Linked DNA regions of Mus musculus: regions 1, 2, 4, 5 and 6 are each linked to region 3. The links are chromatin contacts, called in public promoter capture Hi-C maps. All regions are on one chromosome and are shown on one strand. The core of a region is the stretch at or near the end of the contact, and the rest is flanking DNA. Distances in the headings are between cores, read along the strand shown. Region 1 holds the start of Pkhd1 (polycystic kidney and hepatic disease 1). Region 2 holds the start of Gsta3 (glutathione S-transferase, alpha 3). Region 3 holds the start of Ogfrl1 (opioid growth factor receptor-like 1). Region 4 holds the start of Efhc1 (EF-hand domain (C-terminal) containing 1). Region 5 holds the start of Mcm3 (minichromosome maintenance complex component 3). Region 6 holds the start of Tram2 (translocating chain-associating membrane protein 2).

Evidence for each region. Promoter capture Hi-C pulls out the DNA fragments that hold promoters and counts their contacts. Capture Hi-C pulls out chosen DNA fragments and counts their contacts.
Region 1: a promoter capture Hi-C map of liver shows a contact between it and region 3, with 7 times the contacts expected there. The contact joins the promoter of Pkhd1 here to the promoter of Ogfrl1 in region 3. A contact is called at or near these places in 2 of 39 promoter capture datasets (both in liver).
Region 2: a contact with region 3 is called in a promoter capture Hi-C map of liver, with 3 times the contacts expected there. The contact joins the promoter of Gsta3 here to the promoter of Ogfrl1 in region 3. A contact is called at or near these places in 3 of 39 promoter capture datasets (liver and pre-B cells) and 1 of 115 datasets of contacts at active chromatin or transcription factors (astrocytes).
Region 4: a contact with region 3 is called in a promoter capture Hi-C map of liver, with 9 times the contacts expected there. The contact joins the promoter of Efhc1 here to the promoter of Ogfrl1 in region 3. A contact is called at or near these places in 3 of 39 promoter capture datasets (hippocampal neurons, liver and pre-B cells) and 1 of 115 datasets of contacts at active chromatin or transcription factors (astrocytes).
Region 5: a contact with region 3 is called in a promoter capture Hi-C map of adipose tissue, with 3 times the contacts expected there. The contact joins the promoter of Mcm3 here to the promoter of Ogfrl1 in region 3. A contact is called at or near these places in 5 of 39 promoter capture datasets (hippocampal neurons, liver, pre-B cells and 1 more), 1 of 484 Hi-C or Micro-C datasets (B cells), 2 of 115 datasets of contacts at active chromatin or transcription factors (astrocytes and embryonic stem cells) and 1 of 9 other capture datasets (adipose tissue).
Region 6: a promoter capture Hi-C map of pre-B cells shows a contact between it and region 3. The contact joins the promoter of Tram2 here to the promoter of Ogfrl1 in region 3. A contact is called at or near these places in 4 of 39 promoter capture datasets (the C10 cell line, the HPC-7 cell line, liver and 1 more), 1 of 115 datasets of contacts at active chromatin or transcription factors (astrocytes) and 2 of 9 other capture datasets (adipose tissue and liver).

Annotation. Positions count from the first base shown.
Region 1 is chr1:20,616,636-20,619,335 of GRCm38.p6, reverse strand. It overlaps Pkhd1 (polycystic kidney and hepatic disease 1), which reads left to right and starts at 1,279. Exons shown (of 67, transcript NM_153179.3): 1 at 1,279-1,425.
Region 2 is chr1:21,239,138-21,241,837 of GRCm38.p6, reverse strand. Gsta3 (glutathione S-transferase, alpha 3) reads right to left here and starts at 1,253. Exons shown (of 7, transcript NM_010356.4): 1 at 1,179-1,253. All of the region lies in intron 1 of Gm28836 (a long non-coding RNA gene), which reads left to right.
Region 3 is chr1:23,381,892-23,384,591 of GRCm38.p6, reverse strand. Ogfrl1 (opioid growth factor receptor-like 1) reads left to right here and starts at 1,417. Exons shown (of 7, transcript NM_001081079.1): 1 at 1,417-1,777. The coding sequence starts at 1,541.
Region 4 is chr1:20,950,198-20,952,897 of GRCm38.p6, reverse strand. It overlaps Efhc1 (EF-hand domain (C-terminal) containing 1), which reads right to left and starts at 1,272. Exons shown (of 11, transcript NM_027974.1): 1 at 1,102-1,272. The coding sequence starts at 1,164. The region is part of intron 1 of Gm51618 (a long non-coding RNA gene); the gene reads left to right.
Region 5 is chr1:20,818,908-20,821,607 of GRCm38.p6, reverse strand. Mcm3 (minichromosome maintenance complex component 3) reads left to right here and starts at 1,296. Exons shown (of 17, transcript NM_008563.3): 1 at 1,296-1,477. The coding sequence starts at 1,400. It also overlaps the pseudogene Gm20587.
Region 6 is chr1:21,077,898-21,080,597 of GRCm38.p6, reverse strand. Tram2 (translocating chain-associating membrane protein 2) reads left to right here and starts at 1,373. Exons shown (of 11, transcript NM_177409.3): 1 at 1,373-1,604. The coding sequence starts at 1,485.

The DNA of each region.
Region 1 (2,700 bases), core at 30-2,529, 2.8 Mb after region 3:
TATCTTCATGAAGAGAAGAGGGCTGAAGAAAAGCAAGCAAGACAAGAGAGGAATCCCAGAGAGGAAAAGGGGGGCTTTTTCTCCAGGGAGGTTCTGGCAGTGCAATGTGAGGTGAAGCATCTCAAGAGTTGACCCTGGAAGACAAAAGCTTGCTCTAATCGCCTAATGAAGTTCTTCAGTGGAAAGTCATGCTGCTGTCCTGTCCACCTGGTGATCTGCCCTCTTTCTTTCAGAAATATGGATATAAGTTGTAGACAATATAATAATTTTTTTTCAAAGTAAGGAAAGGGGAAAAGCCCAAACCAAAAGAGGCCCCAGGCATTCTCAGTTTCAATACTTTGCTTTCATTGCCTAGGTCTATTTCAAATATATCCCTAATATAATCCACGTTATGGATGAGTCTACTCTATAGAAAGCACAGTGCAATCTATTTGGGTTTATAGAAGAATAAACATAGTATTTTTCCCCTACGTGATGTACACAGAGTTCTGGGAATAGCTTATATACGTCAGACACTATTGAGCAGCTCAACCCTGCTGAATCATTTAGCAAGGTACACTCGAGTTTTGATGACTGTGAACTGTATATTGCCAATACGGGAACTTAGTTATCTCTCAGAGTATATATAACCTTAGAGTCCTAATAGGAAATAGAAGGCATATTTGAGATAAAAAATTATTAAAGGGATTAGTTCTAGAAGGGCAGCCAAGATTTAGAAAAGGCATAAAGGGGTGGTATTAAAAACTTGCAAGCTAGCAATAGTATAAGCTGTTAGTAGCCTTGGCCTGAAGATGCACACAAAGGAAATATATCTGAACCTGCAGAAAAAGCAAGCACAAGACAGCAACAGTATTCCATGAAGGAAATGATCTACTCTAGTGACCTTTGAACCCCAGGCTGTGCCATATTTTTGAAACCAATAAGACATCAAGTGTAGTGGACCACCACTGAAAGCCCATAGCATAGGGTGCAGGATCAGGCAGAGAGCACTCATGGAGCATGTAAGTTCCTGCTGGGGTCTCTGCTCACTGGCTGTCTTTCTGGCACCTCCTTTCAGTTACTGAGTGCCCACTGGTCACACTGGCTAGACTATTTTTTTCTTTTCTTTTCTTTTTTTTTTTTTAATTCTTGTCTGAGACACATGCAGTAAGTGGAGAAAAATGTAAGCAGCCCTTTCTTTGGGTCTCTAAGTGGCTCGCGTTAATTATTAAACTTGCCCTGTGGTCATTTGTGAACTTTCACTCTGGTGCACGTTTAGCCAGGACACAAGCGAGTTAGGTGAGTTCCAGTCCAACAGGAAGTGAGCTACCTGCATCTTAGCTAGCTAGCTAGCTAGCTGCAGGCTGGCCTGTCACCGAATAACGCGGCTTCGTTTAGAAGGGGACGGTTTCTCTCATTTGAGGCACAAGGCTGACACAGCATCAGGTACTGTTTGATTCAGAAAAAGACTTCCTTTTCTAGCGCTGCATCTCCCACTGTCATTGCAGTAAGCAAAAGGAAGTGGGAGTGGGAGGTCCACAGTAAGAGCACGGAAACTTGTCTTTTAGGCTCCCAGAGGAGGGGATGCTGAGAGAAGAGGGATGCGGGAGGGGCAGAAGAAAGAGAACGCAGACAGGAAGAGGACTAAACTCAATGCACAGTGCACGTCTCTGTGGCTGAAACATTCCCCTTAAAAGAAACTGGACACTGTGTTGATCACCAGGAAGGATGAGCAGACTTGAATGAATCCCCACCCAGCAAAGTGACATTTATGGTTCATATGACTGTTTTGTTTTGGAGGAAAAAAAATAGGTATTTCTGAACTTCAAGTTTATTGGAGCTCATTGTGGGGTGCTTATTTCTGTTGTTCTAAGTGGGGTGTTATTATGCTTGCTCTAAGCATGGGGCCGGACATTAAGATGAATTATTATAAAATAGTATGCCCAGATTGGCCTGCACACCTGGCAGAACATGCAAGCTGGGTCCCGTGCCTTTGGGCTAGGTATGGAATCCTCGCTCCTGTTGTGCTTTTGTAGGACATGCACTTTTGAACGCTGGATGTTTGTAAATTGAATTCAATTACAAATAGACTGAAGGGTGTAGGAAATTTTACAAGGTAAAAGGACACCTGGTAACATCAACACTCCTTTCAAACCTCAAAAGACTCCACGCCTCCTCTTTGCTGGGGACTAAGGACAGACTTTTATTTCCCCTGGCTTCCAGTACAATGTTCAGCATCTATTGGGTATGTAATAAACTTTCCCAGTCCTGAACTAAATAGAAGTTATTATCTCTTTTGGGCCATCTTAAACAGGACACACCTGTATGATAAATTCACTACAATTGGGCAGGCAGACATTGCTAGACATTCTTGTCGTGAAACTACTGGGGCGTTCTGAAACGGTTGTAACTGCTACCACATTGAGTGTTTTTGTAGAAATTTACATTAACGTATATGTAATGATATGGACTTATTCATTACGGTTTTCAAACTTTCAGAGACCCTCAGAGCTAGAGTTTTAGGAATATTTGTCTATTCACTTCTGCCTGGTGTTAGAGAGGAACTCTCAGCCTTCATAGGGCCAGGCTATGTGAATTCTGTTTCCTTCAGCATGGAGAAAAAGCCATTTATTCTAGATCTGTAAAATCAGATGTGTGGTATTTAAAAATGTATCAAAGAATTAAGTCTTTGAATACTATATCAGGCCCTTATATTATGAC
Region 2 (2,700 bases), core at 4-2,503, 2.1 Mb after region 3:
CTGCTTCACACTGGATCCCTCAGACTGTGATAATATCCTCACCCTGAGCAATACCACCCAGCCCCTATGTCCAGAAGTTCACAAGCCCTTTCTTGTCTAGATTTCTTCAAGAAGAGATCAGAAAGATTTCTAATCAGACTTTTATTCTGCTGCTATTGTACAATGACCAGCCCCTAGCTACTGAGCTAGAGGCCTGTGACTATACCCTGATGGTGAAGATCAAGTTTTCCCTAAGAACTTTGGCAGCCCCAATCAGCAGAAAGTAGTTTAATGAGAATGTTGCTCCCTTTCCTACTATTTGGTTGCATCATCATCATCATCATAACGTAGGGTAAATGGTATGAGCCCATTTCTGGATGACAAAAGCTACCCAAACCCATCAGTGCCTGAGCTTGAAAACCTACCAATTCCCATGTGCAAAATTCCCACCAATCCCTGCACTTGCTCCAAGCTCACAACTTGAAATCTTACTAATCTTCGCCCTGGAAATCTCCACCTTGGAAAACTCCTCCCTCAAAAGAGCTGTATATAAGCCTTTCTCCTGTCCAGTTCTCACCCTAGCAGAGGTAGCCACCTTCTTATATCCTTCCCAATAAATCTCCAGTATGAGGTTTGTTGTGCAGTGTGACTCTGTGGTATCACTTGGCTTCCAAATGCTGGGATGCCTTTCCCTTCAGAGCTGCAACATTTCCATAGGGGAAACCTTTTTCCTCAGAGTTATAGCACTTGCACCAGGGAAACCTCCACCCTCAGAGCTGTAACACACTAAGTCCCATGCTTCTCTTCCCTGGACATAATTGCAATTTGTCTAGGCTATTACCTCCTATTGTCTACTTATGAGATTAATTTGTCTCTTACCAATAAATTCTCATGTCTCAATCCTTTACTAAATCCTCAATCATTATCTAAATCCTTTATGCTTACATCTCTATTACAATGTATCCAGCAGAAATGGATTCGGCAATTCTTAGACTGTCCTGAATCCAGCACACCTAGTCTGCATGCCAGTATAAAACTTTGTTTTCTTGTGCTAAATTATTTTCTAGGAACATATAGGATGTGTGTGTGGGGGGGGGGGGGAGAGAGAGTGTGAGAGAGAGCAAGCGAGCGAGCGAGCGAGCGAGAGAGAGAGAGAGAGAGAGAGAGAAAGAGAGAGAGAGATTTGATTCAGTACTTACCTTGTTAAAAAGCTGTTCCCTCTAAAAAGCTAGCTTTTACCATATGCAAGAGTTTCTGCTGTTTTGTAAGCTACTTATTAAATTTGAATACGCCCTTCCCAGTTAAGGGGAGACAATCCAATAAGGGAAAAGCTACTCCCACAGTGTTCAGAGGCCAGACATTTAGATAAAGGATTAGAAGAAAAATGCAATGTCATGCCTGAGTTGCTAAAGAGTTGGTTAATATGTTTCTTCCTCAATGCCAATGGCAAGCTGGAAGAACCTGTTCCAAGCAGAGTTAACTCTTCGGCTGTCAATGAGGATGGGCTAAAGCAAGTGGGAAATCTCAGCTGGCAGATGTTATAAAGAGAACTCTGGTGACACCAGGGAGTACTTCTGTGGACTGGGCCACCAGGTTAGGTACAGAACAGATAATCTTGTTGGGAACAAGCAATAGAACCTCATTCTAGGTACTACCAGTTTGGTTTCAGACTCCATTTAATCCTAAGAAAAAAATTAAATTCAAGGTCTCAGGCCCTAGGGAGCTGGGAACTTCCCAGTAGCTGACCAGCTTCTGTTGTAAGGAAACAGCTGTCTGAGTGCAGACATCTCAAGGACAACTTCTCCAACTTGCTGGCAAGGTCAACCTAAGTTCATCTTCCCAGGCTCAGGAATCAACTCCACTCTTGATTAATGGAAACTTCCTTGCTCAGTCCCTTATATCAAAGTATGATTAGACAATGCTATAGCCCCCCTAGCATCCCATCTCTTTACGGTTTCATACTATAAATATGATGGATAGCATCCCTTCAGGGTCTTAGTTCAGCTCCCAAGTCTGATCTGTGGCCCTGATTGAGCAGTAGTGGCTTGATTACAATCAAATTTTTGTCAACTGCATTGACCTGCTGTTTGAATTATGTTGGATTTAAGCAGACCCCACAACGAGCTGAGTTTCAGGTAGTGATTATTAGTATGTCACAAGTATTGAGGGAATGTGCTTATGCTAAAAAGAGATGTTATCTTTGAACTTCACATTGACATGGCTGTCCTAGATGTTACCTTCTCCGCAAAAGGCCTTTGCATGTGCCCTGTGTTCAGTTAGACTCCTGACTATCAGCTACTATTTCATTTTCTCAATTATTGTGTCCTGAATTATTTTTACATTATATGTTTCAAGTGCTCTCATGGGCTGTGGTATGTGTCAAGTCCCTATAAATGGGCATAAAAATATGACCATAGATAGTAGCAGCAAATTAATTTAGAATGGTTGCAATAATTTCTACCAAAAACACAAAAGAGGAATAGTATTTTTAAAAACCCCAAATACATTCTATCACTCAGATTGATAACTTGTCAGTTTTTTGTTAACTATATTGTAGAATGAGTTAAGTTTATCATGTGCCTTCCCTCAAAGTTAGACCCATGTCCAAATCCTAGGCTCTTGTAAATAGAATTGAATTTGGAAAAAGGTCTTTACAGATGTTCTTAATTTGTGGAACTTGATATGAGTTCATCTTTAATAACCCACACGACACTTTCAATA
Region 3 (2,700 bases), core at 168-2,667:
CTAGGCAAATTCTCTGCGTGAGCATTCGTATGGACTGCTGCAGTCTTAATGTTACAGATAATCCTATCCCCTTCCCGACCCCCTGTTGTGGGAGAGGTGCGCAAAGCAAGCTGGCCTATTAAAACAAACATCTTATCAACCAAGAAACTCCCTACCTCAGACAGGTATGAACACCCCTCCCCCAATAATACTGTCAAGTTCTAATTTTGTTTGGATCTGACAAGGACTTCATCCTAATATCATCAGTTTTTATGAATGAATATCTGACCAGAACGTTCTTTTTGTGTGGCCCCTGATAGTCATAAGGTCATTAAAGGTGAAGCTAGATGCCATTCCAGAGAGAAAAACCTGGCTTCATTTTGAAGATGAGGAGACTACCGGGGTCTCAAGAAGTTACGTGACCTGTCCAAAGCCAGAAACTGCTAGTAGAGTCACACCCTACTGTGAAGTTTGGAAAGAAACAACCACTGATTTATCTGTGGAGAGGCATCTTCTAGCCAAATCTTCCTTAAGCAATACCCATCTACCTGGATTTGCAATCTATTTAATTACTAGTTCTGAGTACAATTGATGCATCTAATAAAACTAACCCATGATCCCAGGCAATGTCCCACGGCAGAAAAAATCCCATCAAGACTCAGGTGCAGGCATCGGGCCACTAGCTCCTGGAGTTGGTTTCACGCTCTGCCATTTTCAGATGCTTTGGTTGTTATTTTGCCTAGAAGTATTCTTACAGCAGGTTTGCCTCTGGTCCTTAGAACCATAGTCTTCAGCACTCCACTTAGAACCAGCCTGTTCATTGTATAAATGCCGACGTTTTTCTGCCCAGAGCACAAATGTGGACTACTCACTGATGAAATAAATGTGCTGGCCTAATTCTTCTTGCTCCTTTGTTTCGAGAGAAGTTTGCTTTTAAGATGAGGGGACAGAGAGCTCTGACTTTTATTTTATAGACCGCAGGGATTCTAGGTGGCCTTAAGTACTGTTCCCGAAGCTTGGATTTCCTGTTTAGAGGGTGCACTGTCAAGATTAGCTTTTGTCTTCTGCTGTGGCTAATTTGTCTTCCTCTTGGAGCAGCCAGTGGGGGCGGGGGTGTGGGCAGGACCGGTCTGCTGATGGAGACACCTCCTTCCACTCTCTGACCTGGGCGGGATCAGGCTTCTCGCTTGGCTGGGAGGAGCCCCAAGGGGGCGGATCCCGGTCCACAGGGGGCGGGGCAGCTGACCCCTGGCCACTCCCGGGGACCGTGGAGGGGGGCGCGTCCCGGTGGAGCTGGTGCCGCGCGCTCGGGAGTGGGTTGGCTTCGCTGGGGCGGGGCGGGGCAGGGCGGGGCGGCGGCGGGATGGGCTGGCTGGGACGCGTGCGGCGGCGGCTCCGGGGGGCCCGGCTCCTCCCCGCCTGTGCGCCGGAGCGCCGGCGGCCGCGCTGAGCTGTGCGGCGCGGGCCGGGCGAGCAGCCGCCTGCGCCCCGAGCGAGCGGAGCGCGGCCATGCCCGGGCCCTAGCGCGCTACCGCAGCCCGCGCCCGCCGCCGCCTCTTCAATGGGCAACCTGCTCGGCGGGGTCAGCTTCCGCGAGCCCACCACCGTGGAGGACTGCGACTCCACCTGGCAGACCGATTCGGAGCCCGAGCCCGAGCAGCCGGGGCCGGCAGGCGGTGGCGAGGGCCAGCAGCACGACGAGCCGGAGCAGCCCAAGCAACCTCCCGAGAGAGCCGGAGGGCGGCCCCGCGCCAGCCCCGTGCCCGAGGACCACGCCGAGGCGGCGGGCGCGGAGCAGGTACGCGGCCCCGGGACCCACGGTGGGCCCGGCGAGGTCGTGCTCCCGGCGCCCGGGAGGGGACTGCCCCCGGGGATGCAGGGCGGGATGCTCGGCGTGCTTGGCCCGGGCACCCGACCTAAGGGAGCCTGCGGTGCCCAGGTGGCTAGCTGCTAGCCCAGGGGGCCTTGCTGTGAACCTCGCAGGGAAGTCTCCCCAAGGCAGACCCCGACCCCACTCGGTGTTCTCTTTGCCTCTGCAGCGCAGCTGGGTGATGCGAAGGTGGGGTGGGAGGAACTAAACTAAAAATAGAAGATTGTGAGGAGGACCCGGCCAGTGCCTGTTATTGATTTTTTTTTAATTTTAATTTTTTAAAAAAAGATTTAAAATATTATTCAGAGCAAGACAACTGCAGTTGTGAAGCGGCCCGCAGCCTCCCCCTCCCAGCGAGGGTCCAACGGGCATTAAAAGTATCACAGAAGGTTCCTGAGCAAACTTAAAATAACACCGTTCATTTCCCCAAGAGAAACCTTTCAACGACTTGAGTATTCCTTTAACATTTACGTTCACCCAGAAGACTTGTTGATCCAACCAAGCTTAAGTCAGTTGACCAATACAATTAGGTAGATAGGTTAGAAGAGAGATAGATGGCGTCCCTTAACCTCTTGTGGCTTCAGAAACTTTTAAAAGGAGGAACTGTATATTTTTAAAGAAGTCTGCACCGTTTAAGGTTGGTGGTTCTGTATTAGGCCTCCCTCTTACAACTTGAAGGAAAATGGAGCCCAAAATCCAATGTGACTTTAGGGGAAGCATCACCTTTCCAGGAAGTCCGAGCCTTCCCATCCAGGTTAATTGAGCGTGTTATTGAATGGAATGCAATTTCCAGGTGTGCGGTCCGTTTTAATTCCCCATTTTGGAGAACTGTGAGCCTTAAAGGAAATCTT
Region 4 (2,700 bases), core at 23-2,522, 2.4 Mb after region 3:
TGCATCAGGTAAGGGTCAGTCTAGCTAAGCGTCTTGCTTGGGTATTAAGGATCTGAACTCCACTCCTCTTATGAGAGCAGCAAGTGCTTTATCCTCTGAGCCACTTCCTTTTCACGAAGCTCCTGTTCTGTCTGGTTTGGATCTGCTGTCGTTTGGAGACAGTGACTAGCTATGTAGCCCAGGCTAGACTCAAATTGGCCACCCGTATGCCTCAGCTTCCTGAAAGCTGAGATTACGAATGTGCATCGCCACCCTGGACTTTATTTAATTTAATATTTAATTTCATCTAGATGATGACTATAAACAGTTGGGGCAAAGGAGTAAAATGCAATCTGAACGGGAGCCCTGTGTGTTGGCATGTCTTTAATCCAAGCAGTCTGCAGGCCGAGGCAGGTGGTTCTCAGGTTCAAGGCCAGCCTAGGCTGCAGACAAGATAAAACAACAACCTCCCCCCCCACACACACACACAGTCTGAAAATGAATCATGTGTGTAAGTACACACACACGGGCTACAGAAAGAGAAACATTAAGTGGTTCATTCCTATGGTTGAGACGGAAGAAATACAAGGAGAGGAGGAAGAATGCTTTACAGAGAAAAACTACAAGAAAACCAGCATGTGGGGGCGGCGGGAGGTGGGGGATTCAATTCTAGGGAAGGCTGTAGCTGGAGAGAAAAGTGACCCTTAACTCAAAAGGCCAGAGACTGGGGTGGGGACCCGTCAGGAAAGGAGTACGTGGAAAAGATGCATACACATAGAGGAAAGGGGTTGAAGGGCAGTGACCCTGAGGATTCAGAAGCGGTGAGACAAATCCAGAATGAGGCTGCTGTGGAGAGACGGTAGGAGAGGATGAAGGCGCTGAGTAGGGTTACAGTGCAGCTGGGGAGAGGCCTGGAGACAGCCTGGGGTAATCGGGCCAGAAGGCAGGTAGATGGGGCAGTAAAGAAAGAACAGGGCCACGGTGAGGACCCAGGAGGGTGAGTGGACTACCAAGAGGCCAAGCAAAATCGGCAGAGGCTGGGATGCGCGAGGACGACGGAGCCTGCGGAATGAAGGAGCGCAGAGGCGAGCCAAGTGGAGAACCCTTCGGGCTGGCCCTCACCGTGGAGTCTGTAAAGGACGAGCCCGGGAGAAAGGGCAGGCCGTGCACCGGGTTGGTCCCCATCGCTGCCCTGCAGCTGCCACCTCGGTTGCCTTTTGCCGCTCGGGTTACCCTGGCAACAAACTGCACTCGCGGGCCTCTCCAGACTCCCTGGTAACGCCAAACACACTAGTCGAGAGAGGGGAGGAGCGGCGGGGAGGAGGGGAGGATGTTAGGGGGCGGGGAAAGGGAGGCGGAGGCCAGGTCTGCGCCTGCGCACAGCACTACTGACTCTAGTGGCCACAGGACGTGGCTAATGGGTGTGGCAGAGGCGGCTCCGCCCCCTTTCTTTCCCATACTTTTCCCTTTCTCCTCAGCCCCCACTTCCTGGCTCCCAGAGGATGCAACCTAGGGGTGGGCTGAAGAAAGCGGATGTTCTTAGGCCTTGGCTCGCGCAGTGAGGTCTGGGATTGGACCACGTCCCTTTAGATCAGTTGTTACAAAGAAGTTCCTTGCTCCACGTTAGTCCTCCCAAGAGCTCAGGCACCCTTTCTCTGGGGAAAGAGCTGCTGTCCTAGTCCAGACACAATGTACAGTGGTTGCTCCCCAGTGAAAGCGCTAAATACTTCAGACTCATCAAATTATGAGGCAAGGGCTGTGGATTAGATTATAATCGACTGCATTTTCGTTGCTCAGACTTGATCCGATTTGAAGCCCCAGTCTTTCCACGGCTTCCTGGTCCCCTCTTAGCTATCTGTTCCACCGTAGATTCCTATAGATTGTGTGCTGAGGTCTCAGAACTTTACTGGGTATCTGTTGACTGAAAAGCTGGAGAGTGCCTACGCCTACCTTAGTCCTTGCTTTATAGCTATAGCATCAGTGATACATAAGAACCACAGAGGAAGAGAGAACCTTCAAAGAGAGACCGAGTCATGAGAAAGAAGTAATTCAGGGGAGTGAAATATTGTCAGGGTCATGTGTACTGCAGAGTATAGCATTTTCTGGACAACTTTTTTTTTTTCCTTTAAAAAAAAAGTGACCCCATTCCTGAAAGATCATCAGGAAAAGAAAGAAACCAAGAGTCTGTCAGCATGGGGAAATAAAAGGGAAGCTAAGATGCCCAGAGATTTTTTTCCATTATGTCTCAAATTTCCTAGGAGTTTGGTCTTTATAACATGTTTTCTGACCTAGGAATTTAGAGAAACGGTAGAGTAGTAAGCCTGAGGGAGAGTATCATGGGTCATTTGCTGCCACCAGTTAAGATGGCAGCTGCATTAGTCAGGGTTCCCTAGAGGAGCAGAACTGATGGAATGAATAAACACATTGATTGATGTTGGCTGTAGGTGCCGAAGTAAATAGAGAAGCTTACCAAGATGCTAAGCCTTCATTTTCTGAAGGGGCAAGAGGGTTCATCCTTCTTGGAAAAGGCTGGCATCCCGCTAGCTCACTCCAGTGACTTTGTTCAAATATTATACAAGCTTAATTGGGGCTGGGAAGGTTCTAGCTACCAAAGTTATCTTGCCTTTGCTGCCCATGAGAGCAGACGAGCCTTTTGATCACTGCTAGCTATAATCAAAAGTAAGAACTCCAGGTTTGCTAGGAGCACCTTAAAACCAAGGT
Region 5 (2,700 bases), core at 47-2,546, 2.6 Mb after region 3:
TGGTGCCATCACTAGTGTCAGTGTCTTCGGATCCGGCAATGTCCACTAAAGTCTTTGCTGCAGGATGTCCACCATCGAGGAGTTTCAGAAGTAGAAATTGTTGTTTTGCCTTGGCCATCCACAATAAGTTGCCATGAGGACCCAGGGTGGTCTTATAGCCCCAGCAATCACTTGGCAAACACAGACAATGTTACTCACGAGCTGTTACTCATGAGTTGAGGAATGCCTTGAGAGCTATCAGTCCCCTCTTTCAACAGGATAACATGGTGGGCATCATCTTGGAAGCGGCATCCGGTACCCATAACTCATCTGTTCTCCACTTCAGGGTCGCCCACTCCAAGTGTTTTCTTTGGGCTGGAGACAGAAAAAAAGGAAGTACTTTGTATACTTTGCAATGCCTTGATTTTGACTGTTTCTGCATGCTGCTTTCCAGGCAGCCTCTTAGCAATTATTTCACCTTGTAAATCAGCCTTGGCCCATTAGTGCCTAAGGCAGAAAGCCAACAGATAGCAAGCAAAGCAAGCATGTGAACAGCAGTGGAACCCTTAGATATACTAACTATGCTTTTTTTTTTTTTAACAATCTGATTTTCTGCTTATCTATCTCATGACCTTGTGAAAGTGGGGAGAAATACGAATTATATATCTCTGTGTCTTCAAGGTTACAGATCAAGATACAGCAAATCAAGGCTGTGTTAAAGGCAATAGCATGATTCCGTGAATAAAATTTGTCTTTACACCATTTCTAACTTGCTCTTGGAATACTAGTGATGGCTTACTGGAGAATTTTGAATTCAGATTCCTCATTTTGTATAGGAGGAAATGAAGGCTAGAAGACAAAGTGTGTTAGAATCAATAATATGGAGGCTAAAGAGATGGGTCAGTGGGTATCCTGTTCGTCTTTCAAAAATACAAGGTGGAGAAAGATTGAGGAAGACACCGGATATCAACCTTTGGCCTTCATTTGTACCTGTGCATATGGGGTGCAAACTTAGACCTCCCCCCTCAGTAAATCCTAACTTCCGATTTGACAAAACTTCCTACAGGCAAAGAAAAAAAAAAAAGAAAAGAAAAACAGGGGGTGAGGTGGGAAGGACCACAACTCCCAGAATGCAGTGCTTCCTAGCCTTCCTGTTGCTCAATTTCCAGGGGGTGGGTTTTGAGCGTCCTCTCTGTACCATTGGTCAGACTTCCTATTAGGGCGGAGAAAGTGACCATTTCTCTCCAATCCAGGCACGGAATGAAAGGCTATTGAAGTGGTTAGCCAATCATAACGCGTCTCTGCTCCATGCTTCCTCCACCATAAACTTCCGTGGCGGGAAAACTTGGGAAGTTTTGGCGCCAAGGCGGTGTCACGCGTTTCCGGACTGTTTGGTGGCCGGCGATTTCGGAGCTGCGACATGGCGGGCACAGTAGTGCTGGATGATGTGGAGCTGCGGGAAGCGCAGAGAGACTACTTGGACTTCCTGGATGACGAGGTGAGGCTCGGGCCGCGAGCCCGGTGCTGGGGTCCCGCGGGTGACCGGGCACGGCTGAGGGGGTTCCCGCGGGTGACCGGGCACGGCTGATGGGGTTCCCGCGGGTGACCGGGCACGGCTGATGTGGTCCCCGCGGGTGACTGGGCACGGTGCTGGGGTCCCGCGGGTGACCGGGCACGGCTGAGGGGGTTCCCGCGGGTGACCGGGCACGGTGCTGGGGACCCCGCGGAGGACCAGGGCCGCTGATAACTTCTTTTCTCTGCAACTTCCTGTTATCTTTTTTTCTCTCCTAAAGATGTACCTCCAGATTTTAAAAGTTACATTCTTTTCATGTATTAGTTTCGTTATGAAATTTCATAAACACATAATGTATTTTGGTCATATTTCTTTCTTATCACTCCCTCTTATAATTACTGCTACTGATCCCCATAGCCTACTTGACATGGTACCCAGGCCTTGTGCTTGCCGTCTTCCTCTGAGCAGCCTATTTTTCTTGAAACCTCTTACATTAGGATATGTTAACTATACATACGGGTTACATTATGAAACTTCATAAGCACATAATGTATTTTGATCATTTTCATTTTCTCATTATCTCCTCTTGTCATTTTCTTGCTCCTGTATATCTTCATGAGTTACTAGGGTTTTCTCCAAAGTAATTTAGTTTGTCTCTAAATTCATGTGTTCCCCCCAAACCCCACACAACTTGCAAGGAGACTGGTCAGGTGTAAACAGGCTCTTCTTTGGAAAAGCTAATGTAACTGGCTCAGAGCCCTCAGATTTAATGACTGGCCTGATGCTGGTGAGGGTAGGAGCGAGACTAACAATTTATGACAGCTCTCTTTTTAGTGAATCAAGTGTTTTGTATGCAGGTAAAATGGGTTTAAGTGTAATCCAAAATTTAAAGCTATAGGATGTTGATGAGCCCTGGAAGTTTGTTGATCAATGAAAAGCAATTTAAATTTGAATTTTAAGAGTATTTAAATTACATTTCAAATATACATCATGATTTTGAAATATGTCTACAGTCAGGTGTGCTAACATCCAGATTTTAAAGTTAAATTTTCATATTGCAAGTTTTTTTGTTTGTTTTTACTAAGTCTTTAAGACTTAGGCCATTCTAATTCCCAATTAAAATGTAAGCATATAGGAGAACTGTTAATGATCATGATAGTATGTGATAGGGCATGCTGGACAGGAGGAAAGGGTTGTCTGCAGCTGTC
Region 6 (2,700 bases), core at 124-2,623, 2.3 Mb after region 3:
CTGGGAGATGGGAGGAGCTAGAGGAGCAGCTAGCCTGGCCTACCTAGTGGAAAAGTCAACACAAAGAGAGACCTTGGAACAAACCAGGTGGAAGGTGAGGCCTGACACCGGAGGTCACTGGGGCGAAAATACATAAATATGTGAGCTCATGCATGTGCAGCCCCTATATGTCATAAACTGTACGCACGTGCACGCACGCACGCACGCACCGGTCTTAACTTTAAACAAAGGTTAGTCCAATATAGGCATTAATGCCCCCCGCCCCGCCCGTGGAGTTAGAAGCCCTAGGGCTGTCTGTTAAATAGTGCACAGTTTAGAATACAGGAGATAAATTTCTTTAAGGAACTTCATTCAGTTCTAGTTACCTTCAGACTGCTATTTTTGCAAACTCGTAACCGTGAAACTAATTTTAAAAAAAGAAAAGAAATTAAACAGTCCTCTGTTCATTTTGCATTTCTGTACATTTAGAAGCGATTATTTGTTCCTTCATTACTGGCAGGATTAAATCCAATATTTGCTAGTATAATTTATTTTAAAAGACCTTTTGTCCTTCCGGAAGTAATTTTGAAACTTAATATTAAATGGAAACGTTGGGTGAGGATCTTTTTTTTTTTTTTTTTTTTTTTTTATTTCTTCAGTGTTTATTCTTCCACTTCTGATCAATTAATATTGAAGGTAGTGAGCCCTGAAAAACCAATTCTGGGCAGTACCTGGCCTTTTAAGTGAAGGAGTAAAACGCGGGGTACCTGCACGCCCTTGCAAAGTAGGCTCTACTAAGGCAAGGCCTTGGGGTAGCTGCTGAAGGTTCTGAGAGGTTGAACCTACACTGTGCAATCCTTCAGACACAGGAGTAGCCATGCATTCATTTAAGATCCAGCGCAGGGCTGGGGCCAGTCCACAGGCCGGCACGAAGCTTCCCGCCCCGGGCCCTTCCTGCAGAGGAAGAAGCTGGGCGCTAGGAGTGGGATCCCGGCCCACTTCCTGTCCAGCAGCTCGGGAGCCGCTTCCTCTCAAAGCCGGAGGACAGGGCTTCCATTCCCGCGTCTCAGCGAGGTTCACGGAAGAGTGTACCCCCGGTGGAAGCCGCAAGCACCGGTAGCGAGCGCGGCACAAGGGTTAGGCGCGCCGGGCTCGCCCAGGAGGCGTGGCCGGTGGCGCTGGCCAAAGGGCTTGAGGGCGGGGCGGATGGAGGAAGGGGGTGTGGCCAGAGGCGCGCGCCTTTGCGGCCTGGGGGCGGGGCGGACGGAGGAAGGGGGTGTGGCTAGAGGCCCGCGCCTGTGCAGCCGCTGCGGGGCGAGGGCTGTGGCCGGGGGCGGTTCCGGGCGGCAGGCCGGGGCGGGGCGGGCAGAGGAAGGGGGCGGGGCCCGAAGTTGTTCCGCGCTGGGCTGCGGGGCTGGCGTGCGGACCGGGCCGGGCCGGAGAAGTTTTCGCTGGGGCTGCTGAGCGAGGGTGCGGGCCCCCGCAGGCGGTGAACGCCCGCTGCCATGGCTTTCCGTAGGAGGACGAAAAGTTACCCGCTCTTCAGCCAGGAGTTCATCATCCACAACCATGCAGACATCGGTTTCTGCTTGGTGCTCTGCGTCCTCATCGGGCTTATGTTCGAGGTGAGTAGAGCGGGGAGGGGGTGCTGCAGGGGTTGGCGGTCCTAACTCCCGTCCTCCGAGGCGCAGACAGGGATTCCCGGACCTCATCTGGGCTGGAGCGCGCCCGGCTGGGATGTCCCGCACGTTATCTGCACCTCTGGCTTTGTGCACTGTATCCACTCTGGCCTGGACCTAAGAGAGTCCAGACAGCACCCCTAACTCCTAGCTGTGCGGGCCGTGCCATGCTCTGTCGCCCCCCTTGGACACCCACCACATCCTACAACTCTATCTGAATCTCAGAAACCCATACCTGGCCTCGAACCAATTGCAGAGCTGCCTTCCTGGCCCTATGGTTGGGGTTTCCTTTCTGGCGACTTGGTGCCAATGTGGGAAACTCCTAGACCAGCTGTAATTGCACAATCCCCCCTCCTTCTCTCTAGTGGGGGCCTCCAGATCTTCTAGGCTTTTCTAGTGGAAGGGACCCTAACCCTCTCCACCTCTCTTGTGGCTTTCTGGAAGTTCTTCATCCTAACCTCTGGAGCTTGCTCCAGGTGTTCACATGTGGCCCTGGCTCCATCCCAGAGGGACCTTCTGCTACCAACCTCTCTTTAAATATGACCTAAAGGGCTAGTTTTAAGATATCCTTTGGCACTTTGAACTGTTCCTGTAGATCTGTGTGAACTGGACCCAGAGCCTCATCCCCTTTGCAGGAGCCAGTAGAGGGATACTCTCTGTGAAAGGTGATTTCCTAGTCGCTGCAGGGATGTGGGGTGGGAACAGAGAAAGGGATCCTGGATTCAGCACTGTGCTGGTGTAGGCCTCAGAGCTGTCTGTGTAAACCACTAAGGGGTCAGAATCCGAGGTCCCTACTCCAGAGTGCTGCAAAACGGTGATATTGAAAAGTGGGAAGGACTTACTATAGTATATATTGTCTCCAGAGCACCATAGGTAATAGGTGACAGTCCCATGGCTTGGGTCGCCTGGTCTTGAGAACACTCATTCCTATCCTCTCTTCTGTGTAAGTTTCCTGATCTGCATTCTACAGGGTAGTAAGAAGGTGCACCATTTAAGAGTTACTTGTCTATCCCTGCATCTACCCATATCTCCCTTATCTACC